Linked DNA regions of Mus musculus: region 2 is linked to region 1. The links are chromatin contacts, called in public Hi-C maps. All regions are on one chromosome and are shown on one strand. The core of a region is the stretch at or near the end of the contact, and the rest is flanking DNA. Distances in the headings are between cores, read along the strand shown.

The links. A called contact is a pair of places that touch in the nucleus more often than the background predicts.
Region 2: a contact with region 1 is called in a Hi-C map of cerebellar granule neurons, with 1.6 times the contacts expected there. The contact joins the promoter of Adcyap1r1 here to the enhancer-like site in region 1. A contact is called at or near these places in 7 of 39 promoter capture datasets (embryonic stem cells, epiblast stem cells, frontonasal cranial neural crest and 4 more), 1 of 15 datasets of contacts at CTCF or cohesin (the NIH/3T3 cell line), 20 of 484 Hi-C or Micro-C datasets (the HPC-7 cell line, the N1E-115 cell line, Sertoli cells and 13 more), 6 of 115 datasets of contacts at active chromatin or transcription factors (embryonic forebrain, embryonic hindbrain, embryonic midbrain and 3 more) and 3 of 9 other capture datasets (adipose tissue, liver and pancreatic islet).

Annotation. Positions count from the first base shown.
Region 1 is chr6:55,417,496-55,421,208 of GRCm38.p6, reverse strand. No RefSeq gene overlaps it. Among named protein-coding and RNA genes, the nearest start is that of 6430584L05Rik, 22 kb to the right of the region's middle. Within about 2 kb of position 2,293, at least 4 of the 459 cell types and tissues checked have an H3K27ac peak or open chromatin away from gene starts, as enhancers often do. A contact at or near this core is called in cerebellar granule neurons and cerebellum, where this site is marked.
Region 2 is chr6:55,450,422-55,454,145 of GRCm38.p6, reverse strand. Adcyap1r1 (adenylate cyclase activating polypeptide 1 receptor 1) reads right to left here and starts at 2,168. Exons shown (of 17, transcript NM_007407.4): 1 at 1,778-2,168.

The DNA of each region.
Region 1 (3,713 bases), core at 1,044-3,543:
AATGAAGACATAACCCTCAGTTCAGAGGGAAAGGGCACAAGGCCAGGCTGGGGCCCAAAACAAAGACTATCCCTTCCTCCCACAGTCCTCCCCAAAGAAAGGCAACCCTGGGAATTTGGGGATTTGTGCTAGGTCAAGGCAGAGAGTAGAGGTTTGCTAATGTTCAAGGGACTTCATTTTTCTCCCTGGGTCTGCTCTCTTTTCCTCATGCCCATAGCCACCCTGCAGCTTCCTGTGTGTCTACTCAGTGTCTCCTTTCAGGGAGCACAGGCAGAGAATGGTGACAAGGGTGTCTCAGGGGGCCCAGAGGAGCAGCCTTGGCTGTGAGATGTAGGCTTAGGGAGTCTTTCTAGACCACCTGGCGTAGGCTGTGAACTCAGGAAATATATTTCCATCTCCATCTCTAGGGCCCTCAATAATGAGAGGCTGCACTCACAGAAAAAACATGATCTCATTCACACTAAGGTAAAAGTGACAGATGAGCTGTAGGTGGCCATGCAAAAGGCCTTTGAGATGAGACTTCAAGTCCCACAGAGCAAACAAACCTTGCACCCTCTGAAAGGAACACTGGAGTAGGCACTCACTCCGGGACCCACCCTGGACAGTGCCCTTCGTGTGCACTGGTGCTTGATCCCTCAGCACTTCAGCCTCAGGACAGCTCCTCACCACATAATACTTTTGGCCATGCCTTCAGGATGGCACAAGTGGTCCAGTAGCAAGTGGAGTACTGAAGAGTTAATGTCAATGGGAGAAGAGAGATGCTGCCAGGGTGTGGGGGACGGGAGGCCAGGGAATACTCTTCATACCCACAACTGAAACAACTCAATCCTAGCTCCACTCGCTACCTCTGTGCAAGTCCTTTCCCTTGCTTTACTTCCATTGTCTCCTCAACAACTCAGGAGCTGGGCAAAGAGCAGATGGGAAGGTATGATGGTGGGGGGGGGGGCATAGGCGAAGCTGCTGATGGAACAGGACAGCTCCCCCTCAACTCTGCCCTAAGCCTTTAAGTCTAAGTTGGGTAATGAGGGAAGGGCCTAGAGACGGGAGAGATGAATGGGATAGTGCAGAAGTGGTGAGCAGAAAAGGCAAACCCAGTCCTGAGCCCAGTAGAACTCTGAGACCCAGCCAAGACAAACAAGAGAACTGCTTTAGCCTGAAGCCCTCAGAATACTGTTCCCCAGGTGAACAGAAAGCCACTGAAGCAGAAGGAAGTCACTGTGGCCGAGATGGTCAACGCTCTTCCTAAGGTCCATGTGGGGCTCATCGAAAAATGGGGGTGGAGGGCTCCTATAGGCCAAAGAGTTGTGATGGGAGCCTCCTCAAGAAGTTCAGGAGAGTAACAAAATGGGAAAGTCTAACAGGGGAACCTCTCTAGCACTAGATATAGCTGAAAATAATTGCCTTCCAGGGATGAAGATAACAGAGCCAAAGGCATCATGAGGGCTTCCAGGACCAAAAACTGGACAGCAGCTTGCAGAGAGAGGAGAGAAAGCTGGGAGAATGGGATCAGACTGGAGCATAAGAGAGCATGGGAAGAGCAAATACTCCCATGGATGTGAACACATTCAGCAATCTGTGTGCACATGTGCATGTGGGATTGGGGAGAGGCAGAGAAACAGAACAGTGTTGAGCAGAATAGGCTTGACCTCCCCAAAGCTGTGAGCATCCAGAACAGAGGGCAGACTGAAAGAGATCAGAGGGAGGCAGAAAGTCCAACAGGGAGGCCATGGTTGCCAGAGCAGAGTGATAATCCCACTGCTAACACCTGATTCAATTAACCCAGCAGATCTTTCCTAAGCACTTGCTTGGTGATCATGGGAAACACTTTGTAAGGTGGGTGTGAACCAGGCAGAGTTCTCAGCAATTTGTGGCTAACCCACTCAACAATCCAATAAATTGATGTCGTTTTCACACATGGTTTATAGACAAGAAAACCAGGGCAGGGGTGGTAAGGGACTCTTGTACCACACCCAGACATTCACTCCAGAGTCCTGGCCCTGTGCCTGTTTGTGCTCCTGCCAAGGTCCACCCAAGACAGGCAATGTGTCAGGTAGTAGGAACAAAAAATGTTTGCTAGGAGACTGAGCCAGCCAGACTGACAACTAGCCCCTGCAGTTGGAGCAGTGGAAAGAGGGGCTGGGGATTTGAGATGGTCAGAGAATTTTGTGATGGCATGAAATAGCAGCACAAGCAATATCAGAATGCCAAGGGAGAGGGCTGGAGGCACTGTCCAGACTCTCTGGTTCCCCATGGAGACACTCTGCCTCTCTGGCTTCATTCAGAAGACCAGATGGAGCTGGTGCAGGAGGCACACATAGTGCCCCAACCCTGGATCTTCTGCTCCACCTCCAGCAGCAAGTCAGCTATAGAAGATGAATTGTTGTGGCTCAACTCCCGTCTGCTTTCTCTTTAGGGGCTCAGGGAGGCCAGGTCTGGGTGACTTATAGGGACTTCTTTGAGAACTCCTGGGTGGTTCCCCATTTTCTGCCCTCTGCCCATACCAAAATGGACTTCGGTCATTCATGACTATAGGCTCATTAAGTTGTCAAGTATTTAATGTTCCCATAAATGAGCTATAACATCAATCTATGACTTGCATAATTATATATTAAGTATATAATTTATATATAATCATACTTTAATTATAGCATTCATTTATGAATCCAACAAATCCGAAGCTTCTTTACCCTAGCACTGGGTTCAGCTGGGGAGACAGGGTAAATGGGAGCACATACCTTCCGCAAGTCTGCAGCAAGCCCTCCTTCATAAAGCTGACAATTCCATGGCAAGCAAGACTGGTGGGCCAAGGGGGCATTGGCACCAAGTTGAAGACAGCAGAGCAAGGTCTTTTCCTTAATCTTGGCCAGTCAGGGCCAGGACAGGGTTAAGGAAGACTTCTTAGAAGGCAGAACACAGCTGGAGAGTGTCAAAAAGGAGACACCAGACATGGAGGATGAGAGGAAGAGCAGAAGGCAGGGAAACAACATAAGGGAGGAACTTGGTAAAGAGATAAACTTAACCCCAAGTCAGAATGGAACTAGGGAAAGGAACAGACTGCAGAGGTGTCTGATATCAGCATGGAGTCTACAGTCCTGTGGCATAATCACATTTGATTATATATTTCTTTCCTCCACCTCCACTAAGAAGCCAGAAAAGGACAAAGACAGCTGGAAGGGGAAACCCAAAAAGTAAGCGAAATGTCTAGGGAGAGAGGACAGCATAAGCAGCCAGCCAGAATCTGCTCAGGTGCCTCAAAGGCTTAAGGCACAGAGCTTCCAGATGCTTCCAGAAGCATAAGTGGAACTGAACATAGAGTCAGTAGTGCACATATTCTTTAGAAAGGCATCAGGCCTGACCCACACCAACCTCTAGATCCCCTTCCTATCTAAGTGAGCTACTACATGGGTGACTCTCAGGATAACTTGGCCCAGAGATGTTGTGTGTTGTGTCTCTGGGATGGCAAGAAGGTACTGGAAATAAAGCACCAGAAGTTACAAGGGATTTGTTTGTAACCAGAAGTTACAAACAAGAGGTAGGACTTAAGCCTCCAGCTTCTATCCAACATCCCCATGAGGCATGGAAAGTTTCCTCAGGAAAAGTTTGCCAGTTCAAAAGGAAAGACCTCAAGAAAGAGACACTCAGTCCTTCCACCTGTCTTATTTTCTTTCTGTTGCCAGATAAATCACATGACCAAGATAACTTATCGAAGAAAG
Region 2 (3,724 bases), core at 919-3,418, 33 kb before region 1:
AACACACACACACACACACACACACACACACACACACACACACACACACACACACACACAAAACAGGATGTGAATGCGAGCTTTAGCCTGGCTCAGTCTTGGGAGTACAGGAAAAGGTCCTCCTCCAGGCTCACCACAGACATGTTTCCTCGATACACAGAGACAGACAGACAGACAGACCCTTGGGGATCTCAGCACAGATGCACCACCACCCATGAACCACTACTGATGGCAGAAAGTAGGAGGGACCACATCTGACTCCTGGTCACACCACACACACTTGTTGATGGATTGGTCAGAAGATCTGGCTCAAGGCCGGCTCCAGCATGTCCTGTCTTTAATTTGTGTGTTCAGAGTTTGGCTTGTGTCCAGACTGGGGCCTTTGCCTGTTCTTTCCAAGGTCAATGAGGAGCAGGAGTCCTAGGCCTGCACTTGGGAATGGGGGCTCCTCCAGCCTTACCTGCCACCATATCAGATGCATCTCAAGGCCTTCTGAGCAAAGAGCTACCTGCTATCCCTGGGCTCCAAAAGGCCTCATCACAGTACAAGTAACCCTTGTCCCAAACCCACAGCCACCCTCCAGCCTGCAGCTTGACCTTCCGAATGGTCTGCCTCAGTCCAACTGCAGTCTGGGGGCAGACTGCCTTCCACGTCCTCTGTATGGGCTCTAAATTCCTACATACCCTCACAGGAATGCACCTGAGCTGCCACAGGGAAAAAAAAATCCAAACAGATGCCTATTTCTCTCTCTTTAGGCCATGAGGGAATTATGGGACATACAGCCTGAAGTAAAGAAAAGTAGTCACAGCAGCCCTGAAATGGACTGAGGAATTAGCCAGACCCCCTCTCATGCCAAGGTGGTCCAGAAGGCTCTGGGTTCCTAGAACTGAAGCTCCACTCCCTAGCAGCGAGGGAAATGCCATCGCCATCCCCTTCCTGCGTGTTTGCTCCTGAAGATCTAGTTCCACGAACTGGTGCCTGGTCCCTTGCTCTTGCTGACAATATGATCCTGCTCCCAGTAGTCAGCTAGCTACTGCAGAGCCTGGGCCTTTAAAACAAACATCAGGGGTCTCGGAGGGGCCCACTACAGCAACCCCACTCCCACAGCGATTTTCCCCCACAGGCCCTGCAGGGCGTTTCCTTGTTAGACCACCAACCCCCAAGCGTCTCTTGGTCAACCTCTCCCCGAGCCCCGGGGAAAGACTATCCTTAGGATAGTCCTATAGCCGTAGGGCTATCCTTTTAAAAACAATGCTAAAGCTTATCTCTATTGGGGGCACAAACTAAATTGATCCCTATCTTATCTCCGCAGCTCATCCCTCAAACGCCCTGCAGACTGTAGAACCGAGTTCCCAAGAGACCCTCCAGCATTTCTTTCCAAATCCACGTAGGCGCTTTGGTCCGACCTGGAGACAGGGAGATCGAGCTCTGGGGGATCTCTGGCCGTAGTGTCATTCGTGCCCCTGAATGCCTCTTTCTGGCACCAGAAAAGGCTGAGACAGCTAGGCCGATACTCACTGAATGGTCTACAATAATGTGCTCCAAGCCACGGTCCGACACTTGGATGGAGCAGAGAGAAGCGTAGGCAGCCCGCGGCGGCGGGAGAGGATGGGCTCCGACTCTGTGCCCCGCGTTGGCCCTCGCTGGCTTTGGGTTTGGCAGAGCACGCGGCTCCTGGAGACCTCTGGGCTGAAGGAGGGGTCCAAGGGCCCCGCTGGAAAAGGGTCTGGCGCTGGGCGAGTGCGGAGCAGAAGGACAGGCCAGGAGTGGTCCTTACCTGATGGCCTCGGGGCTGGTCGGGACTGCTGGGCGCAGGGGCTGAAGGTGCAGGAGGACGCGCAACCCGCGAATCCGCGCCCAGAGCCGCACTGGCTGGAGCGTGTGCGCCGCGGAGCGCGCGCCGAGCCTGGTCTCTCGGTGCGTGTGGCCGCGAGCAGCCAAGTCTGTGTGTCCCTGCGCCGCGGTGTGTGCGTACTGCACAAGGGACCGCGCTGCTCCAAAGTCGCAGCCAGTCGCAGTCGGGAATCGGAGCGAGGCGTCCCTCGTCTCCTTTAGCCCACCCTGTGCCACTCGACCGGCTCTGTCCTGCGGGAGAGGCGCCGCCTCTGCTGCGCAGCCAGGCCCGGGGCCGAGGGAGGCGATAGACCACCGCCTCCCCGGCAGACCTCGCAGGCGGGGGGTGGGGTGCAGGCCAATGAGAGCCCGGGGGGCGGGGTTAGGCCGGGGGCAGAGATGGGGAGCTGGATGAGGACCACCGCGCTGACACAAGCCAGAGCTGCAGCAGGGACCCAGGGCGCGGAGGCGGAGGTAACAGCCCCCCTTTCCCAGTTCTGTCGCAGAGCTTCCGGGCTGAGTTGTGCCTTCCTCAGGGCTCACCACCTTTCTGTCCAACAGCAAAACATCCACTAGAGAAAGCCCTCTCCCTCTCTTCTCTGTGTTCCAAGCCTCCTCTGGCAACCTGCCACCTGAGCAAGTCCCTGGCCCTCTTTGGGCCCTCCTCTGCTCACAGTCAGGGGTCTAGAAGGGATGAATTGCAGGTGCCTATCTAGATGTCCTCGAATGTGACACCCCAGAGAACACCTCTATAGCCAGAAAAGGAGTAGAGGTGCTTACGGGAAGTCTGTTAAAAATAAATGAGACTGCCCTGCCAGCTCTGGGAGTTTGGGTGTGCGGCCTGATGTTTCTGAGCCTCCACTTCTTCACCTGCACCACATCGTTTCTATTTCTGGGCTCATGAGAAGAACAACATTGTGTAGGAACAGTCTGTGTGCCAGTAGCAAACTTGTACTAGGCTCATATATTCACTGATGCTAAACAAATTACTATTGTTGTTGGTGATATGGTGTACTCACCCTTCTTCTGGTACAATTTGATAAGCAGGAGCTTAATGAGCAGAACTCAGTCAAATAAGGTCACAGTGCCAATATCCTGCCACCTCCAGTTTGGCATAACTGTGTCCAGTCACAGCATCCTGAGTTCTTTGTATCCCCATCACTTAGTCTCAACTGGCTTCTGTCATTGCCTGTTCAGGCAAGTTCTGAGCCACCCTTGATGTGTGTCCTTCTGAAGAACCTTCAAGGAAGAAGAGGGAAGGAGAAAGAACTTGAGCCTTTTGTTAGCAAGGTCAGTCTAGCTGAAAACAAAAGGACAAGGAGATGGAGAAGACCCATGAATGGGAGCCACACAGAACCCTAACTGGTAAGACCTACATGATCATTTTACATCCGACTTCACAATGAAAACAGAAAGGCTAAGAATAGGAAGCAACCTGATGCTCCAGAAAGATGTATGGAGTGTCCTATATACAGACAGCAAGTTTATGATTCCCCACTTAGTCCAGGAAGCACTGGTCACCTCGTAGACAGCTGGCACTCGCTTGTGTTCTTTCAGGCCATGTTCCAAAGGAAGAGCAGTGGAGAATATGTCTTCTCTCTTAAGAGTGGTCAGGACCCCCTCTAGGGAGAGTACAGCTAGACGCTGGGCAGAAGTCAGCAGTCAATCAGGAGCAGCTCTAGAACGCACTGCATCTCTCTCTGGTCTGTTTTCCCAAACTGGAGGTCAGCTTCTCTACTTGGCCTCCAGCCTTGATGTAGGACGGATCAAATGAGATGTCACCTGTGAAAGTACTCTGCAAACTGCGAGACATTCAAGGGGAGGCAGGGCTGTTGATAGCCTCCACATAGGAAGTGGAACATGAAACATGGGACATTGGCACTAGGGGCTG